3 separate regions of the Pan troglodytes genome follow, and regions 2 and 3 are each linked to region 1. Evidence: chromatin contacts called from public Hi-C data. All regions are on one chromosome and are shown on one strand. Each heading gives the region's core, a stretch centred on a gene start, on an enhancer-like site or on the middle of the called end of the contact. The rest is flanking DNA. Distances are from core to core; before and after follow the strand shown. Region 1 overlaps ANK2 (ankyrin 2). Region 2 holds the start of LARP7 (La ribonucleoprotein 7, transcriptional regulator). Region 3 overlaps ANK2 (ankyrin 2).

Evidence for each region. A called contact is a pair of places that touch in the nucleus more often than the background predicts.
Region 2: a Hi-C map of induced pluripotent stem cells shows a contact between it and region 1, with 5 times the contacts expected there. The contact joins the promoter of LARP7 here to the enhancer-like site in region 1. A contact is called at or near these places in 3 of 7 Hi-C or Micro-C datasets (blood, induced pluripotent stem cells and stem cell-derived neural progenitor cells), 1 of 1 datasets of contacts at active chromatin or transcription factors (stem cell-derived excitatory neurons) and 1 of 1 other capture datasets (stem cell-derived neural stem cells).
Region 3: a Hi-C map of induced pluripotent stem cells shows a contact between it and region 1, with 2.1 times the contacts expected there. The contact joins two enhancer-like sites. A contact is called at or near these places in 4 of 7 Hi-C or Micro-C datasets (blood, induced pluripotent stem cells and stem cell-derived neural progenitor cells) and 1 of 1 other capture datasets (stem cell-derived neural stem cells).

What each region holds. Positions count from the first base shown.
Region 1 is chr3:114,236,001-114,240,571 of NHGRI_mPanTro3-v2.0_pri, forward strand. All of the region lies in intron 1 of ANK2 (ankyrin 2), which reads left to right. Among named protein-coding and RNA genes, the nearest start is that of ANK2, 67 kb to the left of the region's middle. Within about 2 kb of position 2,416, at least 2 of the 24 cell types and tissues checked have an H3K27ac peak or open chromatin away from gene starts, as enhancers often do. A contact at or near this core is called in induced pluripotent stem cells, where this site is marked.
Region 2 is chr3:114,097,944-114,102,465 of NHGRI_mPanTro3-v2.0_pri, forward strand. LARP7 (La ribonucleoprotein 7, transcriptional regulator) reads left to right here and starts at 2,593. Exons shown (of 13, transcript XM_063809758.1): 1 at 2,593-2,878. It overlaps ZGRF1 (zinc finger GRF-type containing 1), which reads right to left and starts at 3,035. Exons shown (of 27, transcript XR_010156669.1): 1 at 2,490-3,035.
Region 3 is chr3:114,416,649-114,420,743 of NHGRI_mPanTro3-v2.0_pri, forward strand. The region is part of intron 1 of ANK2 (ankyrin 2); the gene reads left to right. Among named protein-coding and RNA genes, the nearest start is that of ANK2, 250 kb to the left of the region's middle. Within about 2 kb of position 1,318, at least 6 of the 24 cell types and tissues checked have an H3K27ac peak or open chromatin away from gene starts, as enhancers often do. A contact at or near this core is called in induced pluripotent stem cells, where this site is marked.

The sequences.
Region 1 (4,571 bases), core at 1,166-3,665:
TAATAACTCCTAGAAGCATTGTTGGAACATGTGATGAATAATCATTTAAGAAATAAGAGTGGGGGCTGGGCGCGGTGGGCTCACCACAGCCTTGACGCCCCCAGGCTCAGGTGATTCACTCACCCCAGCCTCCTGAGTAGCTGGGACTACAGGCATTAGCCACCACACCTGGCTAATTTTTTTTTTTTTTGTATTCGAGACGGAGTCTCGCTCTGTCGCCCAGGCTGGAGTGCAGTGGGCGATCTCCGCTCACTGCAAGCTCCGTCTCCCGGGTTTACGCCATTCTCCTGCCTCAGCCTCCAGAGTAGCTGGGGACTACAAGTGCCCGCCACCACGGCCGGCTAATTTTTTTGTATTTCTTTTAGTAGATACGGGGTTTCACCGTGTTAGCCAGGATGGTCTCGATCTCCTGACCTCGTGATCTGCCTGCCTCGGCCTCCCAAAGTGCTGGGATTATAAGCGTGAGCCACCGCGCCCGGCCTTTTTTTTTTTTTTTTTCTTTTCCCCAAGTCGGAGTCTCGCTCTGTCGCCCAGGCTGGAGTGCAGTGGGGCGATCTCGGCTCACTGCAAGCTCCACCTCCCGGGTTCAGCCACTCTCCTGCCTCAACCTCTGGAGTAGCTGGGACTACAGGCGCCCGCCACGGGGCCCGACTAATTTTTTTGTATTTTTAGTAGAGACGGGGTTTCACTGTGGTCTTGATCTCCTGACCTCGTGATCCGCCCGCCTCGGCCTCCCAAAGTGCTGGGATTACAGGCGTGAGCTACTGTGCCCGACCATATATAGCATTTTCACTGGCTTATTTGGGGAATAGTACTTCCTGGTTGTCCTATATCTCTCCTTGGATCTCTCACTCACATCTCTCTCACACTTAAAGTTTAACATAATTCCCACATATGTTCTTTCTGGCTTTTTGTTTTGAGAGGGAGTCTGGCTCTGTCGTCCAGGCTGGAGTGCAGTGGTGCCATCTTGGCTCACTGCAACCTCCGCCTCCCTGGTTCAAGCAATTCTCTGCCTCAGCCTCCTTAGTAGCTGGGATTGCAGGGGCCCGCCACCATGCCAGGCTAATTTTTTTGTATTTTTAGTAGAGACGGGGTTTCACCATCTTGGCCAGGCCGGTCTTGAACTCCTGACCTTGTGATCCGCCTGCATCGGCCTCCTAAAGTGTTGAGATTATAGGCATGAGCCACTGCGCCCCGCCCCCTCTGGCTTTCATGATTATTTTTCCTTCCACCATTTTTTCGTCCCATTGATCTCTTTTCTATTCGCTAATCTATCTTTCTGTTCTGATGCTCTCTGTATTTTTTTTTGAGATGAAGTTTCGTTCTTGTTGTCCAGGCTGGACCGCAATGGCCCGATCTCGGCTCATTGCAACCTCTGCCTCCTGGGTTCAAATGACTCTCCTGCCTCAGCCTCCCAAGTAGCTGGGATTATAGGTGCCCACCACCAAGCCTGGCTAATTTTTGTCTATTTAGTAGAGATGGGGTTTCACCATGTTGACCAGGCTGGTCTTGAACTTCTGACCTCAGGTGATCTACCCACCTCGGCCTCGGCCTCCCAAAGTGCTGGGATTACAGGTGTGAGCCACCGTACCCGGCCCAATTTCTTTGTATTATTTATTGCCTTTCCTTTGTGTTTTGTAACTGGTCTCCTTGAAAAGTTATCTTTTTTTTTTTTTTTTTTTTGAGACGGAGTTTCACTCTTTTTGCCCAGGCTGGAGTGCAATGGTACGATCTCAGCTCACCACAACCTCCGCCTCTGGGGTTCAAGCGATTCTCCTGCCTCAGCCTCCCGAGTAGCTGGGATTACAGGCATGTGCCACCACCCTGGCTAATTTTGTATTTTTAGTAGAGACGGAGTTTCTCCATGTTTGTCAGGCAGGTCTTGAACTCCTGACCTCAGGTGATCCACCCGCCTTGGCCTCCCAAAGTGCTGGGATTACAGGCGTGAGCCACCGCGCCCGGCAATGCTAGGTATTCTTTTAAGCACTTTATAAATATTAACTCAATCTTCTCAACAATGTATGAAGTAATTGTTATCTCTACTGATGAAATTGAGGTACTGAGATATTAAGCAGCTTGACATAATTGTTCCTGCTGAATATACCTCTCAAAAAACATGAACATTTTTCTATGTAACTACATCAAAGAAAAGTGACAATTTCTTAATATCGTCTAAGATCTAGTCTGTGTTTAAACATCCTCAATTGTCCCTAGAATGTCTTTACAGCTAAATTGTTCAAATCGGGATATAAGTAAAGTCCACACATTGCTTTTGGTTGTTTGTTTAGGCCTCTTTAATCTGAACAGTTCTCTTCCTCATCCCTTTTTTTATGACCTTGCCTTGACCTTGCCTTGTTGAGAGGGAGAACCAGTTGTCTGCAGAACGTCCCCTTTTGAATTTGTAGGATCAAAGCTCTATTTCACTGTTAGCTTGTTTTAGCTCACTTCTGGCTATAGGTGGCCTCAAGCATTCTGTTTGTTTGTCCTTAATCATGTGATATTTTATAAGATTTCTTTCTACTCACTTAGCTCTTCTAAGTTCATTAAAACCCTTGCTTGTCTTTTACCTTATAATACTACATACCACTGTGTTCTGGAACAACTCCCCCCTGCCCCCCCCCCTTTTTTTTCTGTTCAGGACTTCTGACATGTCTTTTAGATAGTATATGTCTGAGAGCTCTAAAATTCTTAACTCTGTGCTGTCAGGGTCTGCCTTTCCCCCAACTTCACTGTTCTACATCAGCATAGTACTGCCCCCTAGAGGAACTTCTGAAAATTTGTGACATTTTTCATTTGTCACAGTGACAGTGACTGGGGGCTGTACTGGCATATATTGACCAGAGGCCACACTTGGAATCATCCTCAACAACTAAGAATTATCTTACCTAAAATGCTAATAGTGCCTAGGTTGGGAACACTATGTAGTTGATCCTAGTTAACTTACTCTCAGCATGACTGACACAATGTGATACACCAGCACATAGTAGATGCTTAATAAATATTTGTTGCAGCTGGGCACAGTGGTTCATGCCTGTAATTCCAGCACTTTGGGAGGCCGAGGCGGGCAGATCCGAGGTCAGGAGTTCGAGACCAGCCTGGCCAATATGGTGAAACCCCATCTCTATTAAAAATACAAAAATTAGCCGGGCGTGGTGGTGCACGCCTGTAGTCCCAGCTACTTGGGAGGCTGAGGCTTGAACCTGGGAGGCGGAGGTTGCAGTGAACCGAGATCGCACCACTGCACTCCAGCCTGGCCACAGAGCAAGACTCTGTCTCAAAAAAAAAAAAAAAATTTGTTGCATAAATGAATGCATTTTGAAATTTGACTTTTGTAAAGCAGACTATTTTGCCAGAAAAAAAAATTCACAAAAGTAAACTATTTTGTTAGAAATCCTTTAATTACAAGTGAGAAAAATTCAGCTTATACTGGATTATGTAATTGAAAAGTCCAGGGGTATCTGCCTTCAGAAATTGCTGGATCCTGAGGGTCAAGTGGTATTATCTATACTTAATCTCCTTTAATTTTTTGACTTTCTACTCTGGGTATTGACTTCACTTTCTGAAAGGCTTTCTCCTCAAGGTGGTGCCCAGCAGCTCAAGGCTTATATCCCTCTACCCTCAAGCCCAGCAGAAAAGATAATTCTCTTTACTCAACAGTTTAAACCCATACTTTAATCTTACCAGAGTTACTTGCAACATCTGTGTGTCTCTAAACCAATCACTGTGCCCTGATGAGATGGGGTACATTGGTGGGTCAGGCTGGATTGTGTCTTTTCCCTCACCCAAGGCAGGAATTGAGTTAGCCCACCTGATCCAGATGCCTTTATCAGAAGAGGGAATGGATGCTGAGCAGGAAACAAACCACACACACATTTCCACTGTACAAACCATCACTCTACAAAATATCAGAAAAGTATCCATTCAGTCACTATCACCTGTGCTAGGCACAGATTTTAAAAGTATAATTATGCAATGTAATTTTAATGTAATTTTACAGTATCGCTCATATATTTTGAATATCTTATGATGTAAAGCATCATCTCTTTCTTACCACAAAACTAGAAACTAAGGGATATTCCAAACAAAACTGAATCCTTTAATTAAATTCCACAGGTATTTCTTAAGGCCTACTTTTGTTATCAAATTCCTAGTAAAATAATTGCAGAGCAATTCAAGATAGTATGTATCAAAATGCTAAATTTAATCTGACTTCTAAAATGAGGGGCAGACAGTATGTTCTGCCAGTTGCGGTGGCTCACGCTTGTAATCCTAGCACTTTGGGAGGCTGAGGTGGGCAAATCACTTGAGGTCAGGAGTTCGAGACCAGCCTGGGCAACATGGTGAAACCCCGTCTCTACTAAAAATACAAACATTAGCCGGGTATGGTGGCATGTGTCTGTAGTCCCAGCTACTCGGGAGGCTGAAGCAGGAGAATCGCTTGAACCCAGGAGATCAAGGTTGCAGTGAGCTGAGATTGTGTCACTGCACTCCAGCCTGGCACTGGGTGTCAGAGCGAGACCCTGTCTCAATAAATAAATAAATAAATAAATAAATAATAAAACATGGTGCAG
Region 2 (4,522 bases), core at 1,343-3,842, 140 kb before region 1:
AAGGGAAGGCCAGTGAAGGTCTTCCCAAACAAGAATTGCAGGCCTGTGATCCCAGCACTTTGGGAGGCCGAGACAGGCGGATCACCTGAGGTCAAGAGTTCGAGACCAGCCTGGCCAACATGGTGAAACCCCTGTCTCTACTAAAAATACAAAAATTAGCCAGGTGTGGTGGTGCGTGCCTATAATCCCAGCTACTTGGGAGGCTGAGGCAGGAGAATCACTTGAACTCAGGAGGCAGAGGCTGCAGTGAGCCGAGATCACGCCACTGCACTCCAGCCTGGGCGACAAGAGCAAAACTGTCTCAAAAAAATAAAATAAAAGGGCGAGGCGAGGGCGGTGAAGTGCAAGAAAGTGACTGGCATCTTCCCTTGACTAATCAAGGTGATCTGGAGAAAGAATAGGTAAGGGGTATGCAAATGAGATATGCATACTTGCTTCGTGACACAGGTCACAGGACAGAAACCAAACCTACAGAAGGACTGCCTTTCAGAAATATAACTACTTGCCGGGTGTGGTGACTCACGCCTGTAATCCCAGCACTCTGGGAGGCCATGGCGGGTGGATCATGAGGTCAGGCGCTCGAGACCAGCCTGACCAACATGGTGAAACCCCGTCTCTACTAAAAATACAAAAATTAGCTGGGCATGGTGGCACACGCCTGCAATCCCAGCTACTCAGGAGGCTGAGGCAGAAGAATTGCTTGAACCCGGGAGGCGGAGGTTGCAGTGAGCAGAGATCACGCCATTGCACTCCAGCCTGGGCGACAGAGCGAGACTCCATCTCAAAAAAAAAAAAAAAAAAGAAATACAACTTCCACATCCTATCTCCCTCCCCTCCAGTGTACATAAACTGCTGATGCCTAAGAATGCCAAGAAGATAAAAGAGAGATCGAGAAAAACACTCCTGGGCTAGATATGCTGTATACATAGATGAGAATACATGGTACAGACACAGAGCTGGGCATGTGGCAGTTATTAATATCAGATCTGTTTAATAGCTACCATTTATTCAGTGCTACCATATGCTAGAGACTGTTAAATGCTTTATTTGGAGGTTTTGTTTCTGTTGGCTTTTTAACTTTTCTTTTTCTTTTACTCTGTCACCTAGGCTGGAGTGCAGTGTTGCAATCATAGCTCGCTGTGGCCTCAAACTCCTGGGCTCAAGCAATCCTTCCAGCTTCACAAAGTGCTATATTATAAACTACATTATATACATTATATTAATTATATACATTATAATTATGTAATTATATAATATATAACTATTATTACTGTATTATGTAATATACAATTATGATTATCGTGTGTAATTATATATAACTATTGATTACATACTATGTATCAGGCAGGAATTGGACGAGATACTTTACATACAGTATTTATCAGTCTCATAACCCTGAAGAATAAGCATTATTACAATTTACAGATTAGGAACCCAGTATTTACTAGCTTAGGATAACTTATATGCTATTTCGCAATTGCAAGATAAATTCTCCATTATTTTCCTAAATTGAGATATTACTTCTGGAATGTACAGTTTAAAAAGAACTGAGAAGACTGAAACTCTTAAAGGATGGTTAAATTCGATTATAGGAGAAAACCTAAAAAAAAAAAAGCTAACTGGATCTTTTAAAATTTAGAAGAGCTCTAATACTTATTCATTGAAAGTCAACACCCTTTCTTATCTTAGTATTAATCAGAAAAAATTATTTTAGACAACAGCATCATATATATTTAAGTGAGATGCAAAGATAGAGTTTTTTCCAAGTGTTCATCTGTCCACGTCTACCAGACAATTCACCTGTTGACCGACTTCTAGTAGGTGAAAGATTAATCTCCAAATAAGTTTTTAAAGACCCCAGATGTTCTGTGATAATTATATACATACATACATACACACAGATATACGTACATACACACATATACGTACATACACATTGTGCTACTATAGGTACGGACACAATATATATACATAAAACTCGGTGTTCTCAGTGAAGTATGAGCCATTATTCATTTAAATACAAGATATTTTTCCTTTTTTTTTAAACAAGGAGTATTTTTTGAACCTAAACCTGAACCTCTAAATAGTTCGGATAACAAAGTTTTGGAATCACGAACTCAACATTGTTAACAAACCATCCAGTCCAAATAAACAAAGGAAACCCACATCTCATTTGCCAAGATTCTAATAACCATAATCCTGTCACCAAATGACAATGGAGACTTGATACTTTCTCAGTCCTAAATACAAACAGCAAAGCCCTCTTTGGTCCTCATATCTACTCGAAATTGCAAAGCAAGGCCTGGGAAAAACGGTGAAGAGGCACCACTTATTACAAGCAGTCCGAGTAGCTGTGACTGCGACCACCCCAATCCTAGTTCCAAACAGCATCCTTCCCGGTTCTCTTCTTAAGGAGCAGAGTCTTTCGTCCCTTCGCCCCAAATCGCTCAAGTCATTCCTAGGAAAACCCGAGAAACACTTCACCTCACCTGTCAAATTGCACAAAATCCACTTTCGAATTTCTCCCGCGAAACAATGTGACGTCATTAACGCGGGACCTCACCAGATGAGGACCCAAAACTTGGCCCGCCCACCTCCGCCTAAGCCAAAAACCGCCGCTTTCAAATCGCCAATCAAATTCTTCCTTGGCTTCGAGTCTCTCAGCCGGCTGCGCTCTCCGATGCCCAGCCCTCCTGGAACCACCTCGCCTGTGACGTAGGTGGCGCGCGCACTGCCTCCGGGCCCGTCTTTCTCAATTGGGACCGGAAAACGTTGTCGCTCATCCTATGACGCGAAAGTAACCAAGGCTATCAGGATCCGGAGACGGAAAGGTCCGAAGGCCGCAGTACTTGACCCTGTATTTTGGGAGTCGAACGGAGTAAGTTACAAGCGGCCTATAGGGTCGCACAGCTTGGGCGAAGTCTAATTAACTCTCCGTCCTTTTTCTTGCGGTCCACTCTATCATCTATCGTCCTTCTTACCCCGCCCCCCCGTCCTGCACACCCATCAGTTCCTTGGCCTAGTTATTTATGCGCACGCGCAAAAGTCGTCGGCAGCACTTGTAGTTCCTGTTTTCAGAGAGTAGGGGCGCATAGGGGCCCGGCGTGGGGAGGTTTGGGGCGCGCCCAGCCTATGACGGCGTCTTTGCGGAAGTACGGGTGCCGAGAGAAGCAGTAGTCAATAAAGAGAGTGCCGTATTTCGCAGATTGGAGCTGAGCTGTGGCTGCCAGAGGATAGCGAACGTGAGGATTTATATTCTAAAATTATCATCTTCTTTTGCAGGACTCTGCCATCGTCCTTAAAGAGTAAAAAATCCAGTTACGGAAGGGAACTAACACGTGCTAGATATGGTGTGCAGAGTGCGTTAGCAAAGAAACTTAAGAGAAAACAAATGATAGGACACAGGGTGGTGGAAGATCTCAAAGAGTAAGATGCCATTTAACCTGGGCCTTGAAAATTTAATAAGGAAATTTAGACGAGAAGATTCAGACAAAGCAGAAGACACAGGCCACTACGTGTTGAGGGACTTGAATTGTAAGCAGTGACCAGAACAATGATTCTTAACCTGTTGTGGCACACTTCTTTTGAAAACTTAATTATATGGATTAGCTTCTCAGGAAAACGTGCATGCACCTATTAAAACATTTTGCGAGGCTGGGCACGGTGGCTCACGCCTGTAATCCCAGCACTTTGGGAGGCCGACGCGGGAGGATCACTTGAGGTCAGGAGTTCGAGACCAGCCTGGCCAATATGGCAAAATCTCGTCTCTACTAAAAACACAAAAATTAGCGGGGAGTGGTGGTGCACACCTGTAGTCCCAGCTACTCAAGAGGCTGGGTTGGGAGAATCGCTTGAACTCGGGAAGCAGAGATTACAGTGAGCCGGGATCGCGCCACTGCACTGCAGCCTGGGCCACTGAGAGAGGCTGCGTCTCCAAACAAACATTTTTCATATAATTTCCTCAAGAGAAATTACGAAATACTTTTAAATAGCAAACACACACAAATGACTTGGTGTCTTGTCTGACTCACTCTTCCAAGTTATCTATGTCTTTCGTGGTCTTTGAACTATTTTTCAACCGTGTAACTCGCTACAGCATCATGGAAATTAGGTTTGTCCAGTAAAGATGCAATTAATTATTGTCCTGAGCAGTATTTATTAATATTCATTTCAACGTTCCTGATTGCCTGTGTACCTGCTTTTTAAATTCTCCTTTGAACTGGTTTTTAGCACTTCACTGGTTCCCTTATTTACAGTCAAGCACCACATACCGACAGACCGCATGTATGACAGTGGTCCCATAAGATTATAGGTGAGTTAGGCGATAGTACCTAGGTTTGTGTGAATACATCATAGAATAACTACATACGCAATGATGTACTTACTCACCTGACTGTGCATTTCTCAGAATGTGTCCTTGTCGTTAAGCAACCCATGACTGTGCTTAAATCTTTACCGTGTATTCATTTTATATTTGTACAAGAGTCTTCATTTTACCTTATCTTTAAAATGTATCATTTAC
Region 3 (4,095 bases), core at 68-2,567, 180 kb after region 1:
TTTAAGCAACTGTGTATCAGTTAGAATGGGCTACGTTGTGCTGTAGTAACAAATAGCCCCTAACCTTAGTGGCTTACAATCACAAAGGTGTATCTTTTCCTCATACCACATGTATCTTGGGTTGGCAGGGGCTCTGCTCCACATTGTCTTCATTTGAGGCAGAGCTTCCACCATCTGGAATAATGCTGCCTGGCCTGGCACTAGGAATAAACATGACAAAATGTGTTCTGAGTGTGAAAGAGTTCTTCCTAGAAGTGATGCATGTTACTTTGGCTCACATTTCATTGGCCAAAGCAAGTGTAGGAAAGGGCTGTCCCATCTTGTGCCCAGAAGGAGGAGAATCAGAAATACTGGTGAATTGCACCTCTCAAAACCAAAAAGAGTAAATAATATTTCTGACTACCATTTAGTATCAAGATTTTAAAAGTAATAATTAGGTGAGGAAAAATAGACATAGTGCCTCATTACAAAAATTATTTAATAAATCGTAGGGTCAGAGCTACCTTTTCTGATTGGTAACCACAAGCAGTCATTCTAAGAAGCGGACTTGGGAATGCATCTGTACACATCAGTTTGAGGAACCTTGACAAAACCGAAAAGAATCTATTAATTCCACATAATCCCTGCAAAAAAGGCTTATTTCCTTTGTCACTGGGTAAAATAATTCAACATGAGTACATTGACAGACACAGGACACCACCCCTGCCAAGAATTCAGTTCAACAGACTCCAGTTTGAAAAATATAACCATATAGTCTTTATCATGAGTGATGGTTGTCTTATAATGCCCATTTTACACATGAGAAGCCGAAGCTTTAAGACATTATGTCACCTTTCCCAAGTTACACAGCTCAGAAGTGACAGAGCCTTGCCTAGAACCCATGTTCCTCTGACATCAAAGTGCATGCTCTCATCCGTATACTCTGCTACCTTGCAACAAGACTGGCACAGAGAAATACCTGAACCCGGGGTGGTTCAGGAAACAGTGACTGGGAGAGAGTTAGTGTAGCTGAGTCAGCTGGACCCAGGAGAGGAGGCAATGATCTTGTCACTCTGCAAGTAATCATGCTCATAATCTTAGTAGAACAAAGAAGTTGTTTTTAAATTAGTGATTTTCTGGGCTCAGGCTCCAGAAGCTCAGTTGCCTTTCCTGAACTTTGAGAGGGGTTTGTTGCCTTTCTTCGGCTTTGAGAGGGGCTTGTTGAGCGGGAGACAGGAATATCCCAGAACACAAACACCAGAGCCTTTCCTGGAAAGGAGCCCATGCCAACAGAGTCTGCATCCCCATGCCTGCCTGTGGTGGGGTGGAGGATGGGGTCGGCTTTCAGGAGCTGGAGCACTGAGGAGTGAGCAAGCTGTGATGCTGTTAGCCTGCCGCCTGTCCTAAGTGCAGCCCAAGTCAGAGCAGAGGTGCAGATGGCCAGGGCTTGTGAGGATTCTTGTAAATTGAAGACTGTCTATAATTTGATTAAGGCGCAGACAGCTAACGGATCTTTAAAGGAGTGTTTAAATCAAATCACCAAACAAGGAAGGTGGAATCTGGGGAGAATTAGAAGGCAAACGTGGTGGTGTTCTCATCAATCAGATGCAGCTGTCCATGCACTATTTCTAAGTTACAAATAAATTAAGTTTATACAGGAAACTGGGAGCATATCAGATTAGCTAATTTTGGAATTCATAAGTGTAAAAATCTAATTTTGCTTAAAATTAACTACTAAACAGTGACAGGTACAATGCCAAGTTCTTAGACAGTTGTTTTGAATCCATATACAACGTTATGAGATAGGTATGATAATTCTATTTTAGAGGTAAGCTGACTGAAACCTGAAGAGATTATGTAATTTCCCCAAAGTTATAAAGCTAGAAAGTAGTAATGTTCTTCAAACATGTGCTTTCTTTTAAAATGCACTTCCTTAGGTGATTGTGCTCAGTGGATCAATTATTCTTTTAAGTTGAAGAATAAAAGCTTTTCTTAAGATCCCTACTCAACCCATATTTTCTAGACAACCTTTGCCAGTTAACTCTGGTATGAAGCTGATGCAGAAACAACAAATCAGTATGATTTTCTCTTGCATGATTCATTCTTGTGAATGGGTATTGCATGCTTGTTGGGTCCATATTTTCTTCACATAATATTTTATTCTCTTTGGGGGTAGGAGCCATAACTAAACAGTTATTTAACCCCCATTATTCTTAATGTTGTGCCCTTCAATGAATGGCTGATTTTATGAAGCGTAGTTACTTTATGATTAGGCATTTTATGTCGCTCATTAAGAGATGACTTATGACCAAAGTTTTAATGGAAATCTTTGCTTTGGGATCCTGCTATCACCTAAGGTGCTTACAATTTGTTCTGAGTTATGCCACAAAATGACTACAATTATTTACCTATATTTCCGTAAGCTTAAAGTTTGGAAAAGCGAAGCATGCAGGCATCTGGACCAAAGCTGCAGAGAGAAGATGACTGAAATTTGCACAAATGAAACTTATAAATGTATTGTTTTCAGACCATTAGAAGGTATATATTTAATATAGATATATATAATAGAGTTTAGAACATTAATATATAAAATGAAAATAAGTGGGTGCTGTTTCTAGTAACTACCCAGAGAGCTAGGGGGAAGCAGCAGAAAGCATGCAGGGCAAAGGCTGTTCCTTAGGCTTGAGTTCACAGCCAGGTGTTTCACTAATAGCTGTGTTACCTTCAGCAATTTATATAATCACTTTGAAACTTATTTAAAAATATTTACTACATGTTGTATGTCATTCGTAACTGCAGTGTTCTTCTTTGGATGAAATGTGTGTTAAACATCTAGACCTAAGCATGCATGCAGTGAACAATGATTACTATTATTACTACTGAAGCCCAACACAGGCTGTTTTGATGTCAGTGAATACAGTGCAGATGTCATCTTTTCCGTATTTCTGGAGAACAGATTTTGGCAAATAGGAGAACCTTAAGATATTCATTAACCTATGACAAGATTTAAAATATTTCGTTCTACTTAGTGCTCTGAGCACTCTTCCCTCCTTGACCCCTGCCATTTTGTAATATGCGCTTCCTAATGTATACATGCAAACCCACAATTATCACTTTCTTCATTTTTCTGTTCAAATTAGAAATCAGAGTAGGGAAAGATGGGAGATGGACAAAAGTGTTTGTAGGTTGTGGGTAATTTCTCACAGAGGATCAGGTCTGTGCCATCTGTCATGGATACCTGGGCATTAGCAGTCTGTAAGGCTGCTTGAGAGGCTGGCAGCTGCCTTGCCTATTTACAAAAAAAACAGCACTTTGGAGAAGCCATATGTATATATATGATTCCAAGTTATATCTTGAACATGTCTGCTTTCTACATATCATTCATTTGTGAGAGTTGATATAACATTTTAACTGTTTGGATTAAAGTTGAACATGTTTTTTTTTTTATGTTTGGATAATGAAAAGTAACAGAAATTGGTAATTAAAGCTGGGTGGGCCCTGATGAAGGAAGAGACAGACAGATCAATGAGCCAGAACAGAATCCAGAAGGAAATTCAATTACATCATAAATGAGTAACTGCCTTGATTCAATGAAGGGGTTGCACACAGAAAACTTTTTATTTTCCCTCAACATTTCATTCAAACAAGCTCTGCCATCTCTTTTTCCTGGCCCTGGCTATCATCTCAAGTCATCTTATAGCTTTTAAATCCCTGTTTTTGGTAATCAAATGGTCTCATTTTCAGATATTAAAAAGTCTAGGCCATATATATCAAAACGTTATTGTTATATGCAGTTTAATGGCTTTGTCTCCTTTCAGCTCAGGTCTGACCTATGATTGCCTCTGCCCCATATTCTCCTTGTTTTTAGATGTTTAGACTTTCTATGGCTGAGGGAATGAGGCTAGTGAGTAGAGAGATAGAGGCAAAGGCATTTTCACCTATTGCTTTTGGTGCTTTCCTGGCTATCAAATGTCCTCTTCATCTCAGGCCTTCAGATGCTGCCTCTTCTCTGATGCCACTGGAGTTCTTTGAAGATCTCCCCTGGGATTTCTCCTGTTAACTTTCAGAGTCCCCCTCACCCCTGAGCTTTTATCCTAGGAGGTACAGCTCCAGCCA